Linked DNA regions of Mus musculus: region 2 is linked to region 1. A link is a contact called in public promoter capture Hi-C data. All regions are on one chromosome and are shown on one strand. The core of a region is the stretch at or near the end of the contact, and the rest is flanking DNA. Distances in the headings are between cores, read along the strand shown. Region 1 holds the start of Nppa (natriuretic peptide type A). Region 2 overlaps Mthfr (methylenetetrahydrofolate reductase).

Region 1 (7,797 bases), core at 3,397-5,896:
GCTTACCTTTTTACCAGAAAGAGCTTGACTTACTCTGTTTTCAACTTCTGACTGGGGGTTGGGAGTGGGGTGGGGGTTGAAACTCTTCCCAAGTAGTTGGGAAAATAGCTAAGCATGGTTGTGTTTGGCCGCTGCCAGCTTCATTTTATGGCTGATTTCAATTCCTGCCCTGCTGTGTGCTCTATCAAGAAGAAAACCAGTTGCTCCCACTAAGAGAAAAGTGTGACACACCACAGAACTGTCTTCCCAGCCTGGTGGGTTTGCAGAATTGTAGCCTGTGGAGGACCTCAGTCCACAGCTTCCCTGCCTCCAAGCCAGTCCTGTTGTGATTTGTCCATCGAGTGTGTGTGTGTGTGTGTGTGACCATCAGTTTAGCCCAGAGTGGACAGGGTCCAGGCATACCCACCCTGGCCCATGCTCCTCTAGGACACTCAGTTTTCTGGGTCCCTGCTGAACCTGCCTTTCCAGAAAAGCCCAAAGACAACAGCTTTTTCACCTGTGAACTATAACTAAGCCGTGGACCCCTCCACCCATGGCAGTCCCTTCGAACTAGTGGCTCAGTCTCTTACTTGTCGAAGCTTGGTCCCCCACCCCATCCCCCAATGCACCACAGCACCTTGTCAGACACAGTTCCATGGGGGGTCACTGAGGTTGGCTTGAGGCAGTTTCCTGGCTGGCTTCTGCGCCTGGGCATTTGTGTGGCTCCGGTACTGCTGTGGGAGTTGGGTATTTTATGAGATGTCTGCATGTGACCTTGTTAAGCAGTTCCAGCTGGGACGGACATTAGCTTGACTCAGCTAGCCATGTGACAGTTTGATGCAGACCTTGGTGACAAGAAAGCTTCCGGAGAGGCCAGCCCAGCCTTCCTGGCCCAGCCATGTTGACAAGGAGAGTTGCCCTTGGCTCCTGTGGACCTCAGAGACTGTCCAGTTGCAGCTTCCGCCTTTCGGTCATACTGTGTTTATACGGTAACATTAGCTGATTCCACTGTGTAGATAAATGGTATCTTTTTTAATTTGTAAAAGTCTATTTTTATTTGGCCCTTTGGAAGGTGGACGTTCTTGTGGTCACTCTTAAGTCAGAATAAAAATGTCTGCACCTTCTCTGTAGACCTTGTCTCCACGGTGCTCGCTCGCTCTTAAGTAGGGAAAGTTAAGGCGCTGTAGCAAAGCAGTCTGTTTCTAAGACAAGGTCTGATGGAACGCAGGCGATGACCTGAGCTGCCCTGCCCCTCCGTACCTTCCACATGCTGGGATTCCAGGTCTCTGCCATCAGACCCAGCCAGGAAAGGCAGTCTGCTGGCCCGCACCTCCCTTTCACTGCCTGTCCCCACCCCTCTTTCTTCTGCGGCACCTGTCACCTATGCACACTTTTGGTCTGTTGATCTTTTCTTCCTGCCAGCTGCACCAGGGCAACAGTGGACAGTCTGTCTGGGGACTTACCCCAGAGACGAGAGCCTAACAGCAGCCTGAGGAGAGGAAGCCCTCCCAGCTCTCCTGGTGTGTGCTTGCACATACGCATGCGCTTCTGCCTGCTTGTCTTATTTTACAAGGAATACCACTTGCTGTGTCTGTGCTGCCTTGTCACCAGTCATAGCCCGTCAGGCCCCTGCCCTGTCACCATGTCTGTCCCATGACATCTGGGGGACACCCCTAGCAGCTCCTTTTTTTCCTTAGCAATTATGACTCCCAACTCCCGATGTAGGCTTTTCCCTCCCATTCACGCTGGTCCTCGCACGTCACTCTTCCCTGACTGGCTCTCTGCGTGCTTTTCCCGCCCATTCACGCTGGTCCTCGCACGTCACTCTCCCCTGACTGGCTCTATGCGTGCTTTTCCCTACCATTCACACGGGTCCACTTATGTCACTCTCCCCTGACTGGCTCTCTGCATGCTTTTCCCTCCCATTCATGCTGGTCCTCGCACGTCACTCTCCCCTGACTGGCTCTATGCATGCTTTTCCCTCCCATTCACGCTGGTCCTCACATGTCACTCTCCACTGACTGGCTCTCTGTACTCTCTAATTTGAGATCCAGGTAGAAAGTGGGTTTTTGTTTTGTTTTTTAACTGAGTAAGTGTCTCACGCATAGCACTGACTGTCCTGGAACACACTGTGTAGACCAGGCTAGTCTTGACTTTACAGAGATCTGCCGACCCCTTTCTCCCCAGTGCTGGGACTAAGGTATATGTGACCATGCCTGGCTCAGACAGGAATATTTTGATTGGAAGTGATTGAAGTTCTTCCTCAATCTCCAGCCAATCACTGTCTGCTCCTGGCCTTGCTGCCCCTCAACAGGTGTGCACGATACTACTCGGGTTATCCTCCCCATTTTTATATAACATGCCCAGTACAGGTTAGGGACACAAGTACACAGGCACACGCACATGCGTGCGCACACACAGACACACACAAGCACACAGGGGGGTTAGCAAACCATATCCTATTGGAGCTATAAGATGACCTGAGTGATCTCAGAGAAGAAGCAGTGTTCACTATGAGCCCTGAATGTGTTCTCTGCTTAGAGCAGTGCCTTTCACAAGCTGGTATAAAAACACTGCACCTTAGCCAGACTTGGTAATGTAGCAAGGCAGGTCTCCTAGAGTCTGAGGCCAGCCAAAGCTACATAAACTAAAAGTAAATAAGGTACTGCATGTTTCCTGGTGGTTCTCTCCTCCACGCAACGTACAAGTTGAAGCTCCACAGTCCTGTGTTAGGGAGATTGTGGCTATTTTCAAATGCCTCTGGCTCCCTGAGTTTGATCTCCAGCACCGAGTGATACACGTGGATAGGTGGTGACGCAGCAGTGGGGTAGCCCACAAATCGTTTGAACTGGCCACCCATCAGCCTGTAAACCTTCCTCCTCTCAGCTGCTTAACCCACCCTCCATTCACACTTGCCCATACTCAGAGAGTGAAATTCACATGGTCACAGCAGCTGGCACTCTGTAACAGATCTGGGCAGTTTCTGGTTCTCTAAATGCCCCTTAAAGCCACCCAGGCTCTAACCAGAAAGGAATGCTTGAAACTTCTGAGCAGAGATGTCATTACCTGTCCTCAGGAAAAGGTGTGTTCGTGTTCCCTTTTCATGAATTAAAAATAAATGCCCTTTTCAGCCTGGGTGGACTTTCCCGGGTTCTGTGATGGAGGCAGAGCATTTTGAGGACTATGACGTGAGGCTCCCCCCCCACACACACACACACAGCAAGAAGAGGGAGGGAAGGAGGGAGAAATGAGGGATCAAGGCTGGGGAGAGCAAAGAACTGAGGGCAGAAGCCAAAGAAGCACATCAGGGCCTCGGCGTCTGTCCTTGGTGCTGAAGTTTATTCTTTTTTTTTTTTTCCAACTGCTTTCTGAAAAGGGTGAGGATCTACCTTAATATGCAGAGTGGGAGAGGCAAGACCCCACTAGACCACTCATCTACATTTAACATCGATCGTGATAGATGAAGGCAGGAAGCCGCAGCTCCAGGAGGGTGTTCACCACGCCACAGTGGCAATGTGACCAAGCTGCGTGACACACCACAAGGGCTTAGGATCTTTTGCGATCTGCTCAAGCAGAATCGACTGCCTTTTCCTCCTTGGCTGTTATCTTCGGTACTACAAAGAGAAAAATATACTGGCTTGATGATCTGCCTTTACTGGGCTAAATTGTTCCACTTGAACAGCGATCAACTATTTCCCACAAGCCACAGTCTAGCCTCTGTGATTAAACCGGCAAGCAAGGCACTGGTAAGCATTAATGAGGCAGTCTTGGCCCTGTATTCTAACTCCCCAGTGCTTGTGGCTCAGACCCTGCAGCAGCTGTTGTCATTGTCTTGAAACTCAAGGGACACCCATCGTAGTGAGGAAGAACTCACAGAGAAAATGATACATGCATCAGGCTCTCAGCTGCCAAAGATGCTCCCTGGTAGTGTCCCTTGGCAAGGTTTGAGCCCTAACAAGACCCCACCTGACCTCTATCCCATTTCCATCCACAGCTCCTCTTACCCGGAAGCTGTTGCAGCCTAGTCCACTCTGGGCTCCAATCCTGTCAATCCTACCCCCGAAGCAGCTGGATCTTCGTAGGCTCCGAGGGCCAGCGAGCAGAGCCCTCAGTTTGCTTTTCAAGAGGGCAGATCTATCGGAGGGGTCCCAGGGGCTGCGCCCTAGAGCACTGCCGTCTCTCAGAGGTGGGTTGACCTCCCCAGTCCAGGGAGGCACCTCGGGGAGGGAGCTAAGTGCGGCCCCTGCTTCCTCAGTCTGCTCACTCAGGGCCTGCGGGGGCATGACCTCATCTTCTACCGGCATCTTCTCCTCCAGGTGGTCTAGCAGGTTCTTTATAAAGGCAAAATAAATACAGAGAAAGGGGACGTCTCAGGAATGGACCCAGTACCAAAGAGACCCTGGTCCCAGTCTGTGTCCCACTTCCTGGCCCTACCTTGAAATCCATCAGATCTGTGTTGGACACCGCACTGTACACAGGATTTGCTCCAATATGGCCTGGAAGCCAAAAGGCCAAGACGAGGAAGAAGCCCAGGGTGATGGAGAAGGAGCCCATGCTGGCGTGGGTCGGGGCACGATCTGATGTTTGCTGTCTCTGCCCACTCTGGTTTCTTTCTCTCTCTCTCTCAGCTTTTGTCCGTCACTGTCTCCTAGCTGCCAGCATCTCCCGTTTTTATAGCCCCCCAGCTCTTTGAGAAGGCAGGGGGGCTAGAACCCTCCCCATTCTGTCACTTGCAGCGATAAAGCGATGGAGTGAGGAGCCAGCAGAAGATGCCCTTTTAAAGTTATCAGTTCGGCAAAGCTTGTCACGGCCCCTTTGCCTTGAGCAGCTCCACTCACCCCCCTCCCCCAGACCCTCAGCTGCAAGAGTCACATTCTTGCTGATTTGCCTCAAGAGGCCCCCACTTCAAAGGTGTGAGAGGAGCAGAAAAGAGTCCTTGGTTATCTTCCTGGGCGCTCGCCTCAGGATTCTTTCTCCCTGGCAACAGGACCCATGCAGGGAAGCAGAGGGTGACGGCTGGCCTGCACCCAGCTCCCCCTGCTTGCTGCTCAGCTGTCAGGGGCTCCAAATAAGGGCGGGAGAGGAGGCAATGACAGGCAGCTGGGAGGCCAGCTAGGCTGGCCAGGGAGTACACATGCTGGAGCTAGCTTCACACCTGATTCATCGGCCTCGTGGGTGGACCTCTGGCCCCAGACAGCCCACCCCCACCCTAGATGTCCCTGTTAGCAGTCAGGTGAAAGAGCTATTATTTTTTTTTTAGAGTATGAAGTCAGCCAGGAAGCCAACATGATACAGGCTCTAAAGAATTCAGCTACACGTGTAAACACCAAGGGATGTTAGAAGAGCATATTTCCTCTAAAGTTTATTTTTACTGCCTCCCAAGACTCGTGTCCAAGGTGCCAACAGGATGGGTTTGGAGGATGAAACCACTTTTCTTCTTTCCAAAGCCCAGACTCTGAGCATGAAATATGTGGTGGTCCCACCCTTCCCAGGGAAATAGAAGGAGGAGGTAAGGGATTGAGGGGGGGACACATACACCATTCTCCATAATGTCCTTCATGACCTTTGAGACCAAGGAAGTGAGCCATGAATTCTTCTGGCAGCCTCAGGAGCATGAGCAGGCAGTCCACCTTTAACAAGTGGTCTCCACACCCCAGTGTAGCCATTTTCGACATATGTATGCTTTGTGTGTGTGATAAGTGTGTGCATTTTCTGCTGCTCTCTGCTTTCTGACCGTCTTAATGGGCTATTGGAAGACTTCCACGCCCATTGACCCTGTGGCTGCCTGGTGGAGTTGTCATGTGGCTGGAAGTCACAAGAGGTGTCTGCGGTGATGTTTTCTCTAAGATAGAAAAAGAGAGCCCTTTGAGAAAGCTGGGGGTTGTAGGCAACCAATTTGGGTTGGCCAATCTCTCCTTGAAGTCTGAAATCTGTGCAAGTTCACACTGTCGCCTCCGGATGAGTCCCTGGGATGCGCTCACTGCTTAATTGTGTGCCTGGGGATTATTATTAGCAGAGAGGACTAGGCGAGCAGCCCTACTGGGGGAACTCGGGCTCCTTGCTGTGTGTGTCACATGACCTACCTCCTGGAGATGGTCTTTGAGTTGGGCAAAGACTTGAAGAACGGCTGAGGCGGGTGGCCTCAGACAAGTGCTGTTGCTTTTCTGTTCTGAGCCACATCTGAAGTCTCTATGTGGCCCTAGGAGAGCTATGATCCTGACCAGTGCCCCAGGAGTGCAATTTCAAGGTTTGCCCATCTTTTTTTGGCTAGAGTCAACTTTCCAGGGTGGAACTGGAGGGGACGTGAATGTCATCCACTGAGACTCTGTGACCTCAGGGTTTCCTTGAGGGGCAGGGGCAAAAGATGCTCTGCTGTGATGCTCTGCATGCTCTCCGTACCTCAGTGCCGCCATGTCCAACACAGTGTATAATACTGTGTCTGACAAGTGGTGGAGCCCATCACCCACTCAGCCCAGTCCTCTAGAAGCCTTTGATTTGAGCACCAATCGGAAGGCAACCCAATGTGAAGTTTCTCTCCATATCTCTAGTCCTGCTCTGCTTTGGGGTACCTTCCTGAGATGTCCAGAAGCCAGCCAGCCTTAGCTTTAGGAATGATAAAAAGAAAAGCAATAGGTAGGGCTGGGTGTATGCTTGATCTCCCAAGCAGGAGGACCTGAGGCCGAGTCCTCGGCATCATTCATAGACCCAGGCAGGGATGCTGGCACAGCATGCAATGCTGGGAGACGAAGACATGAGACTCTCTGGAACTTGCTGCCTGCCAGCCTAGCCCGCCCAAACAAACAAACAAACAAAAAATAACTTCAGGTTCAGTGAGAGACCTCACTTCTAGCAATGATTCTCAGCCTTCAATGCAGTTCCTCGGGTTGCAGTGACCTCCAACTTTAAAATTACTTTGCAGCTACTCCATAACTAATTTTGCTACCATTACGAGTCACACTGCAAATATCTGATACGCAGGATATCTGATATGTGACCTCTGTGAAAGGGTCATTCAACCCAAACATCAAAGGGGTCGTGACAGCAAAGGGGTTGGCCCATTGCGTTATGGGAGTATGGCAGAGAGGGTTAGAACGGGACACTTAATGTCCTCCTCTGGCTTCCCCATGTGCTGGGTGCACACATGTGCACATACATCATGTATGCATACACACAAGAAATTTAAAAAATTAAGTTAAAAAAGAAATGTAAAAGACATGGAAAGGCCCACCCTCTTGGGCCCAAAGCCTCTCCATGCTCACTTCAGGGAAGAAGTCACCTCAGCCAATGGTGGGCAGAACGAACTTTCTATATAGGAATCCGGGGTCTAGAATTCTGGTCTGTACAGTTTGTAGTCTGGGATTTGATTTCATAACTATCCCTGGGGACACTGTGTGCTGCTGCAGGAAGGCTTGATGTCCCTAAAGCCACATACCCAAAAGGCTGGCATAGAAGCAGTATGACTCTCAGGCTGGGCAGATAAGATATTGTGGAACATTTAGGCATGGCTGTTTTGAACAAGGAATCAATGTTTTGCTTGGTCTTGTGGCGCACACCAGTGATACCAGCACTTAGAGGCTGAGATAGAAGGATCAGGAGTTTAAGGCCACCATCAGCTATGTATCAAGTTCAAGGCCAACCTGTTGTGTCCGGCCAGCAGACCACAACCTGGGTTCTAGCCTGGAAAGGCATTTTGGAAACCTGGAAGAGAAGAGGGGCTAGGTGGCGAGAGAAAGAAATGTAGCCAAGACAATTACTCTGATCAAAGCTCAAATTTTATTGTTGCGACACTAGTTATGAAGGAAGGGGGAGGGGACCCGA
Region 2 (7,797 bases), core at 1,393-3,892, 60 kb before region 1:
TTTTTGGGGGGAAGATTTCTTTTCTTTTTTAACCATGAATGCATCTGTGTATTTGTGTGAATGTAGGTCACATGCATGCTGGTGCCCTCAAAGACCAGTGGCATCAGATCCCTGAAGCTGGAGTTAGAGGCAGTTGTGAGCCACTTGATGTGGGTGCTGGGAATGGAACCCAGGCCTCTAGAAAAGTAATACAGGCACTTACTGCACAGCCATCTCTCTAGCCCCTGCAAATCTAGATTGGAAGTTCATTTTATTATTGTTTGTTTGAAGAAAGGGTCTCTTGTGGCCAAGACTCACCTCCAGTTTGCTGTGTAGCTGGCCGAGGGTAACTCTGAACACTCCATCCTCCTCCACCCACCTTTCAAGTGCTGGGCTTATAGTCCTCTGACACCATGCCTGGATTGTGCTATTCTGGGGATTGAGCCCAGGGCTTTATACACATGAGACAAAGCATGTGTTCTTGAAACAGAGCTATATACCCAGCCCCGAGAGTTTTAAAACTGAATTCTTCCAGTGCCTAAAAACATTGCCAACATCTTCAACAAAAAGTCTGGGAATGGCATTCTCTGGGGAGTGTGGGTTTGACATGGGCAACATTCTGGGTTCAGTCCCCAGCACCAAGAAAAACAAAACAAACAAACAACAACAACAACAAAACAAACAGAGCCTCAACTTCCTGAATACAGTGCCTGGTAACCAAAAGCATTTTAGCCGGGCAGTTAGAGTGTAGGGCAGAGGGCTGGCTGAGCAGGAAACAGGGAAGAGGCTGGGGGGGTCCCCAGTGGCTCTCAGTCTCTCTGGCCCCAGGGCAGCAGTTTCTCTGTGAACAGTACCAGAGGTGGGGACAGGTCCACCTCCAGGTTCTTCAGAAGGCTGTGTCTAGGGACTGGAGCGGCAGCAGGCTGTAGCTGAGATGTCTTCAGGGGTAGGGGCTTGTGGGGTAGGAGGGGTCTGCCCTTGCCACCTGGGAAAGGCAGGGAGCCCGGGCATGAAAAGCTCTGGGGATTCCCACTAGAGGTCTGGGACTTAGGTGAGATGGAGAACTAAGGAGAAAGCTGGTCTGAGCCAGAGGAGTTGGTCAGCAGCCTCGCTTTACTTTTGGGGTTGGTAACAAGCCTCACAATTCACCTCTTGACCAGGCTAGCTCTCTGACTTCAATAGGCCAGTGACGGTGACAGAGGTAGGTGTTTCCTTTAGCTCTGAGGAGATTTAGGCCCTCAGTCCTCTTAAAGTAGCCAAGAGAGGATGAACTCGTATAGCTCAGGCTGGCCTCCAACTGCCTCTGGTTAGCCAAGGATAGCTTTGAATCTTGATCTTCCTGCCTCTATATAAGGTGTGCTGGGCTTCTGGGCATAAGCTACCATGCCTACTTTATTTAGTGTTAGGGATTGGACTCCAGACTTTGTACTAGGGATTGAACCATAGGCTTTGTGTACGTTAGGAAAGCCCTTTACTAATTGAGTTAGATTCCTAGCCTTGCAAGGTCTTCAAGCCTGGGTTAGCCTTAGGAACCCCCCTGCTTCAGTGCTGGGATCTCAGGCATTTCTGCAGGTATCATTTTGAATAAACACAAAACCCAACTGAGAATCAACATCCCTGCCCCCTGCAGCTCTTTCCAGGCCTAGTGTGACCATATGAGGGACATAAGAGTGTCAGAGGACCAGCGTGAAGACTTCCAGGACAGCCTGAGAAGAGACCTAGGGGCCATACTCGATAGCTTGCAGGAGACCTGTAGAGCAGGGACCCTGGCACAGGACCAATATGTGGCCTTTGTCCTGGGCTGGAGAAGCTTTGTGCGGCAGAGTTGAGTTGTCAGGCAGCTGTGGAGGACACAGGCCCAGCAGGCTTTTGCAGTGGGGCGAGTCACCCTAGGGTGGTGCCATGAGGCCTCAGCCCAGGTGGCCCTGTACTGGATCCTGTGGATGTACCAGCCCTGCCTAGGCCAGGTCTACCAGGCTCATGCTGCCCAGCAGCTGACAACGCGGTGAGTGCCCGAGACCGGAGGGCAACCTCACACCATGCTTCCAGGCGAGGTCTTGAACTTGGATTTTGGTAATGGGGAGCACATTGCGTGGCTGAGTGGTACCTGTCTGTCTGTCTGTCTGCCAGGAGGACAGAGACATCCTGATCTTTGGAGCGGATCCCAATTCTGTCACTTTCTAGTGTCACCCATCCTTGGAAAAGCTCCTGACTTTAACTGCCTTATGTCTTAGCCTGGGCAAGTGTGCGCATGCACTCAACAGAAGTGGGCAGTGCACTGGCATTCCCCAGGGGAGGGGACAGGATGTAGCTGTTAGCACTGCCCTCTCTGTCCCTTGAAACAGGACAGTTGCCTCTGCTGTCTGATATTTTACCCCTTTCATGCATATTTGGTGGATCATCAAAAATAGGGATGGGAGGGGCCAGGCTGAGCATTTGTCTTTGGCTCTAACAGGCTCCTCCTTTTTCTCCAGAGTCCCAGAGGTCGGGATGCAGTTAGCGGCCCAGGCTTATGTCCAACAAACTGCTATCACCCAATGCTGGCAGCGGCTTCGGGGTCTCCTTAGGACCCACCGGGTTCAGTCTCAGTCAACTCTGTTCAAACAGAAGCTGGAGCCACAGACCCAGGCACAGGGCATGGACTTAGGACACTGGCTTAGGCTGGCCAGCAGAGGGCATCTCCTGCTACTGACGGACACCACATACTTTTGGATGCGTGTGAGTTGTGTGTGTGTGTGGTGTGGTGTCAACTTTCCAAAACAAACCCTTAAAATCACTTGGTTTCTGCCCACGATGGGATTGTGGCTAGACACTTCTCCAGGGGCAAACATATTTACAGACACCACACAACCCAGTGCAGGGTGGCCAACAACAGGGTGGAAGCGGGAGGATCCATTAGCAAACCTCTTGAGTGACAGCCCTGTGCAGGTCTGCCTTCAAAGGGTCTCTATTAGGGAGATGGACACTGTTTAAAAGTGTTTGTGGCTGGGCACGGTGTTGTGTGCCTTTAATCCCAGTATTAGGAAGGCAGAGGCAGGCAGAGGCAAGATCTCCGGGAGTTTGAAGCTAGCTAGGGCTGAATAATTAAACTGTCTCAAAGGGGGAAAAAAGTATCCATGGGTGAGCAGGGTGTCTGGGCAGGTAAAGGCACTTGCCATGCCAACCCAATGACTTGATTTGATTATCACAACTGATGTGAAGGCAGAAGGAGACAATAAACTCCAGAGTTGTCCTCTGGCTGTCATGCTCACCAAGGCATGCCTGCCCTTCCTGACACGTATACCACAAACACCACATAGTTTTTTTAAGAGAGACGCTGGACAAATGTTCACTAAGCTACACCTTCAGATCTTAAATTCAGTTACAGCACCATCTGGGAGCTGGAGAGATGGTTCCATGGTAACTGGTTGCTCTTTCTAGAGGGACCAGAGTTCGTTTCCCAGCACCCACATCCACATTGGTGGCTTTCAACCCTGTGAAGCTCAAGCTCCGGGTGATCTGTTGACTCAATGGCCTGTTCTGGCTTCCATAGGTGTGTGCACACGCACGTGCGCGCGCACACACACATACACACGCACACACATACACACACGCACACACACACATGCACACAAAAATAAATTACGCTAAGCATTTAAAAACAGCTATATGGAGACAGCAATTTTTTTTTAATTGGAAAAATGCAATGTGCTCATTTTAGAAAATAAAGTAGAAATTTGGGTTTTTCTCTTTTCTGTACCAAAAAGTCACCTTCAGACCAGAAGTTCTTAGCTCTGACACAACAGTGAGAGGCTGAAGGCCTATCAGGAGGAGAGAGATAATCACAAATGCCAGGTGCAAGAAACAACACTGCCTAGAGGTCTGCAGATGTAACTAGGGGACTCAGCCCAAGTCCCTGGCAGGCTAGACAGTGTTCCCAAAGACAATCTGGCCTCACCAAGACTCTTGCTCAGATGCCAGAGGAACAGAATTAACTTTGGAAAGAACATAAGGCATCAAAGTGGCTTTGCCTTTGAAACAGAATTGCAAGACTAGCGTTGCTGGGTTTCAGAATCCTCGTACGGGCTCAGGGTGCTGGCACACCATGGGCCTCATGCTGTTGGGCTTGTTGATGTTACAGGCTTTGTAGACCCAGCTTATACAGTCCAGGTGGCTTCAAGCTCATGAGGCAGCCTCTCGCCCTCTTGCCTCAGCGTCGTGAAATTTCACCAGTACACTAGAACCTTTTAAAAGTATATGTACTTTCATTCTCTTCTTGTTAGTGAAGGCAGGGCTGATATGCTGATAAACTGAGGTTTCTAGAAACACGCAGACACTGAGAATGGTACCCAGGGTCCTGCTCTTTACCACAGGTTCATGCATGCCCAGGTAGCCTTCCCCTGGCAACACGTGCAGGTGGCGAGCCATTCTGTGGTGCTGTGAATCCCCTGTGTATGCTGCATTAGTTGGGAGCCCAGACCTTGGAGTCAGGCCACATGTGAGAGGCAAGGCTTCGGCAACATCTAAAGCTTAATTCAGGAGCATAATGTCAATCTCAGGGCTGGCCTGAGCTCCACCGCAGTACTGAGCCAGCCTCTGCTTAGATGTTTTCAGCCAACGGGGAGGATGGTCAGAGGGAGCTGTGCCACTACGGGTGGCTTGCCTCATCTGGGGGTCTTGGGACTCCTGAGTGTCAGGTGAAGCGCCCCATTATGCACGCAGGTGGGAGCCTGCTCTGGCAGGAGGCAGGCAGGACCCCCTTGTGGTCAGCAGGGTCAAGCCCATTGCAGTTGGTCCTTGTCCCCCTGCTCTTCCTTCAGACTCACAGCTGCTGGCCACCTGCTGTAGAGAATGTGCTGCTCAGCCTGGCACGGCCACATGGAAGAGGCACAGAGGACCACAACCTGGGCTTTGAGTCTCAGTCCTCAGGCCACACCCTTTGAAACAATGCCCCTGTCCATCTCTTCTTGAGTGTCCCAGCTACTTGAAGAATTCCCTTCTTTTCCCATTAGCGCCTTGGGCCAGCCCACAGCCTGGAGACTTGAGGGGTAGGTGGGTGGGGCTTCTGTTCTTTTAAATCAAGGCATCATCCTCTCCTGACCCAAGTCTCCTTTTCAGGTGTCACAGAGAGACCCCTCTGCCCAGCCCTCGAGTTCTGGCTGCCACTGCCTGCACGGGCCCTCCACTGGCCCCCTACAGGAATAGGTGAGCCCTGCAGCTCTGAGACTAGGGCCCTGAAGGGCCAAGGCCAGGCTCCTCAAAGGTGGACCAGCTGTGCATGGGAGGGGTGGTCAGTCCCTTCAGGCAAGGGATTTTTCAACTCTGGCAGAATGGCCGAGCCTGGGCCTCTTGTTCTTTGCTGTTGAAGAGGTTAGATGTTCTTGGCCTGCAGGGACAGGTACCTATAGTGTTGGCATAGTCAGGTTTCCCAGCAGGCCTGGAGCCTGGCAAGGGCATGGCAGCGCTGGGTAGATGTTCACTGGGTGGAGCAGCTGTCTTGGGCTCTGGTAGGGAGGCTCAGCTCCTCTGTACCAAGCAGAGGCCCTGGGAACAACTCCCCACTCATCCTATGTATCCCTTGGCTAGCTGGAGGCACTAACTACTAATTGCACCTCATGCCCAAAGCCTTAGGGATGGGCTCAGGTGTGATCACTTATTAACATTTCTTAGGTGATGGCCCCTTGTCACATCTCCTTCACCCTGGGGTGGCAGCAGAAGGGCCAGGGCTGACAGGATGGCAGAGGATCTTTTCTATCAACTCTCTCTGTAGCTCAGACAATGGCACCTGGAACAGGCGTGGAGGACATGGCAGAAAAAGGTCCTTCAGCTCCGGGTGGCTCAACAGCTACACCAGAGAGAAGAGAGCCGGGTCCTTTTCCAGGTGACTTTACCTTGGTTCACCCAGCCAGCCCTCCAAGACCAGTGCCACCTCCAGGCTGAGCCAGGGAGAGGGGAGGGTGTCCCTGCTCACCACCCTGCGCTATCCTCATTCAGTTGAATTGGCCATTGGTTACAGAGCACACAGCCTGGACATTAGAGCCCTTGACTAGGGGCCTCAAGCCCAGCCAAGTATCAGTTTCACTCACTCAGAGAACCAGTCTGTTTGTGGCAGTGGCTCCCCATGCTGGTCCTTGCAGGGCCTGCGTCCAGAACAGATGTCTTGTTTGCAGGTCACGGGGCATAGCTTCCCGGGTCACAAGTCCAGTCTATTCTGAGCCTAGATATTTGGGCAGAGACAGGGTGGGCTGGCTGCCAGGGCAAAGGAAAGGGCCTCTGGTTGAGACACACAGAACATGGCTTAGGTGTCAAGTCTGACAGGCCCAGTACAGACCCTGGAGGGAGCCTGAGACAAGCAGTACTTCCTGCCCTGCCTCCAAGCCTTTGAAAAGTGGCACCAGCGTTTGGTAGCCAAGAGCCCATGAGAAGAACTAGCAGCAGCCTGTGCTCCTGGAAACAGTTTACAGTGGCTCAGGTGTAGCAGGCATGGGGTGAGTAGGGGCCAGCAGCAGCTATGAAATATTCCTGAGAAATAAGAGAACCAAGCCCAGCCTTCCGAGGGAGGGAACAGGCCCACAGTTGGAGGGGCCAGCGCCTGGAGCTCTGGGACAATAAAAGGACCTCCTCCTCCTGGCTGCTTCTGCTCATTCTCTCCAAGGCTGCTCTCCACTGCAGTCACCCAGGCCTGGGAGACGAGGGCAGGAACCCCCTGCTCTCCCTAAGTTGCTCTACGGACCGCTTTCTCCCATTCCCTGACTCAAACAAGACCAGCAGGCTGGGAGCAGTCATCTGTGCCTGCCAGTCACTGCCCCAGGCAGCCAGGCCTGAGGGCTGACTGGGGAGGAGTGCCAGGGACAGCCCCTAGTCTAGGCCCAACAGAGAAGACGGTGCAGCTGGCAGGAGTCTGCTCAGAAGCAAGGGAGCAGGCTTCATACAGCCACGGGAAGAGCTGGGCCCTGCCCAGGTAAATCTCGCTAAGAGGACAGAAAACAAGGCCAAGAGCAAGCCTCCATTGAGGACAGAACGCTTTTAACCCTGAAGGGGCACTTTCTTCCCAGCCACAGAACAGACACAACCAACCTTCTGCAGAGGCAGAACTCCTGCACTCTTTGGCCTAAGATGGCAAGAAAGGCTTGTGTTACCAGCCAGGCCTCTCTTGGGGACCTGGTGTGTAGTCCGCTGAGCAGGGAGGAGGTTTCTGTACCCTCATTTGCACATCTCTTCCTACCTCCTTCAGTATTTCACAGTGCCTACTGTCTGTCTCACACAGACCCCAGGTCAAAGTTCACCTCCTAGAGGCTGCCTTGGTGCAGTGGCTGGGCAATCTCTGGTCTCCTCCCCCTGAGGATGGAGGCGCTTGCCACAGCAAGAACACGGGCTCTGGGCTTGAGCAGAGAGCATCAGCCTCCTCGACGGGGCATCTTAGGTCCAGCCAGAGCCGGGACGCTTCCTGCTAGTCTAGCTGCCATTATCCTGTGTAGAGAGATGAGGGAGAGGGGCTCCAGGTGAGGAAGATACCGGGATGCAGGCTCACGGAGCCTGTGTCTCTCTCTCCGTGGTGTGCCTGTTGAGGGATGCAGGCTCACAGAGCCTGTGTCTCTCTCTCCATGGTGTGCCTGTTGAGAGATGCAGGCTCATGGAGCCTGTGTCTCTCTCTCCGTGGGATGCCTGTTGAGCAGCTCAAACGTGTCCTCCACCACCTGCCACAGGCAGCTGTCCAGCGGGAACTCGTTGTCCACCAGGTTGACCAGGAAATAGTTGTCATGGATGTATTGGATGATCATGCGGGATGGCGACTCCTCCTCGTATAGCTTGCCCCACTGCTCGATCCACAGGGCAAAG

What was found. Promoter capture Hi-C pulls out the DNA fragments that hold promoters and counts their contacts.
Region 2: a contact with region 1 is called in a promoter capture Hi-C map of neural stem cells. The contact joins the enhancer-like site here to the promoter of Nppa in region 1. A contact is called at or near these places in 5 of 39 promoter capture datasets (cranial neural crest, embryonic stem cells and neural stem cells), 8 of 484 Hi-C or Micro-C datasets (the G1E-ER4 cell line, the HL-1 cell line, embryonic stem cells and 1 more) and 4 of 9 other capture datasets (adipose tissue, embryonic stem cells, liver and 1 more).

The regions. Positions count from the first base shown.
Region 1 is chr4:147,997,571-148,005,367 of GRCm38.p6, reverse strand. Nppa (natriuretic peptide type A) reads right to left here and starts at 4,646. Exons shown (of 3, transcript NM_008725.3): 1 at 4,414-4,646; 2 at 3,984-4,310; 3 at 3,294-3,593. The coding sequence starts at 4,533. The coding sequence ends at 3,582. Clcn6 (chloride channel, voltage-sensitive 6) reads left to right here. Exons shown (of 23, transcript NM_011929.3): 23 at 1-1,109.
Region 2 is chr4:148,055,381-148,063,177 of GRCm38.p6, reverse strand. Mthfr (methylenetetrahydrofolate reductase) reads right to left here. Exons shown (of 12, transcript NM_010840.3): 12 at 3,616-7,797. The coding sequence ends at 7,590. Gm13201 (a long non-coding RNA gene) reads left to right here. Exons shown (of 10, transcript XR_004691353.1): 9 at 2,454-2,697; 10 at 5,077-5,185. Among named protein-coding and RNA genes, the nearest start is that of Gm13201, 17 kb to the left of the region's middle. Within about 2 kb of position 2,642, at least 15 of the 459 cell types and tissues checked have an H3K27ac peak or open chromatin away from gene starts, as enhancers often do. A contact at or near this core is called in neural stem cells, where this site is marked.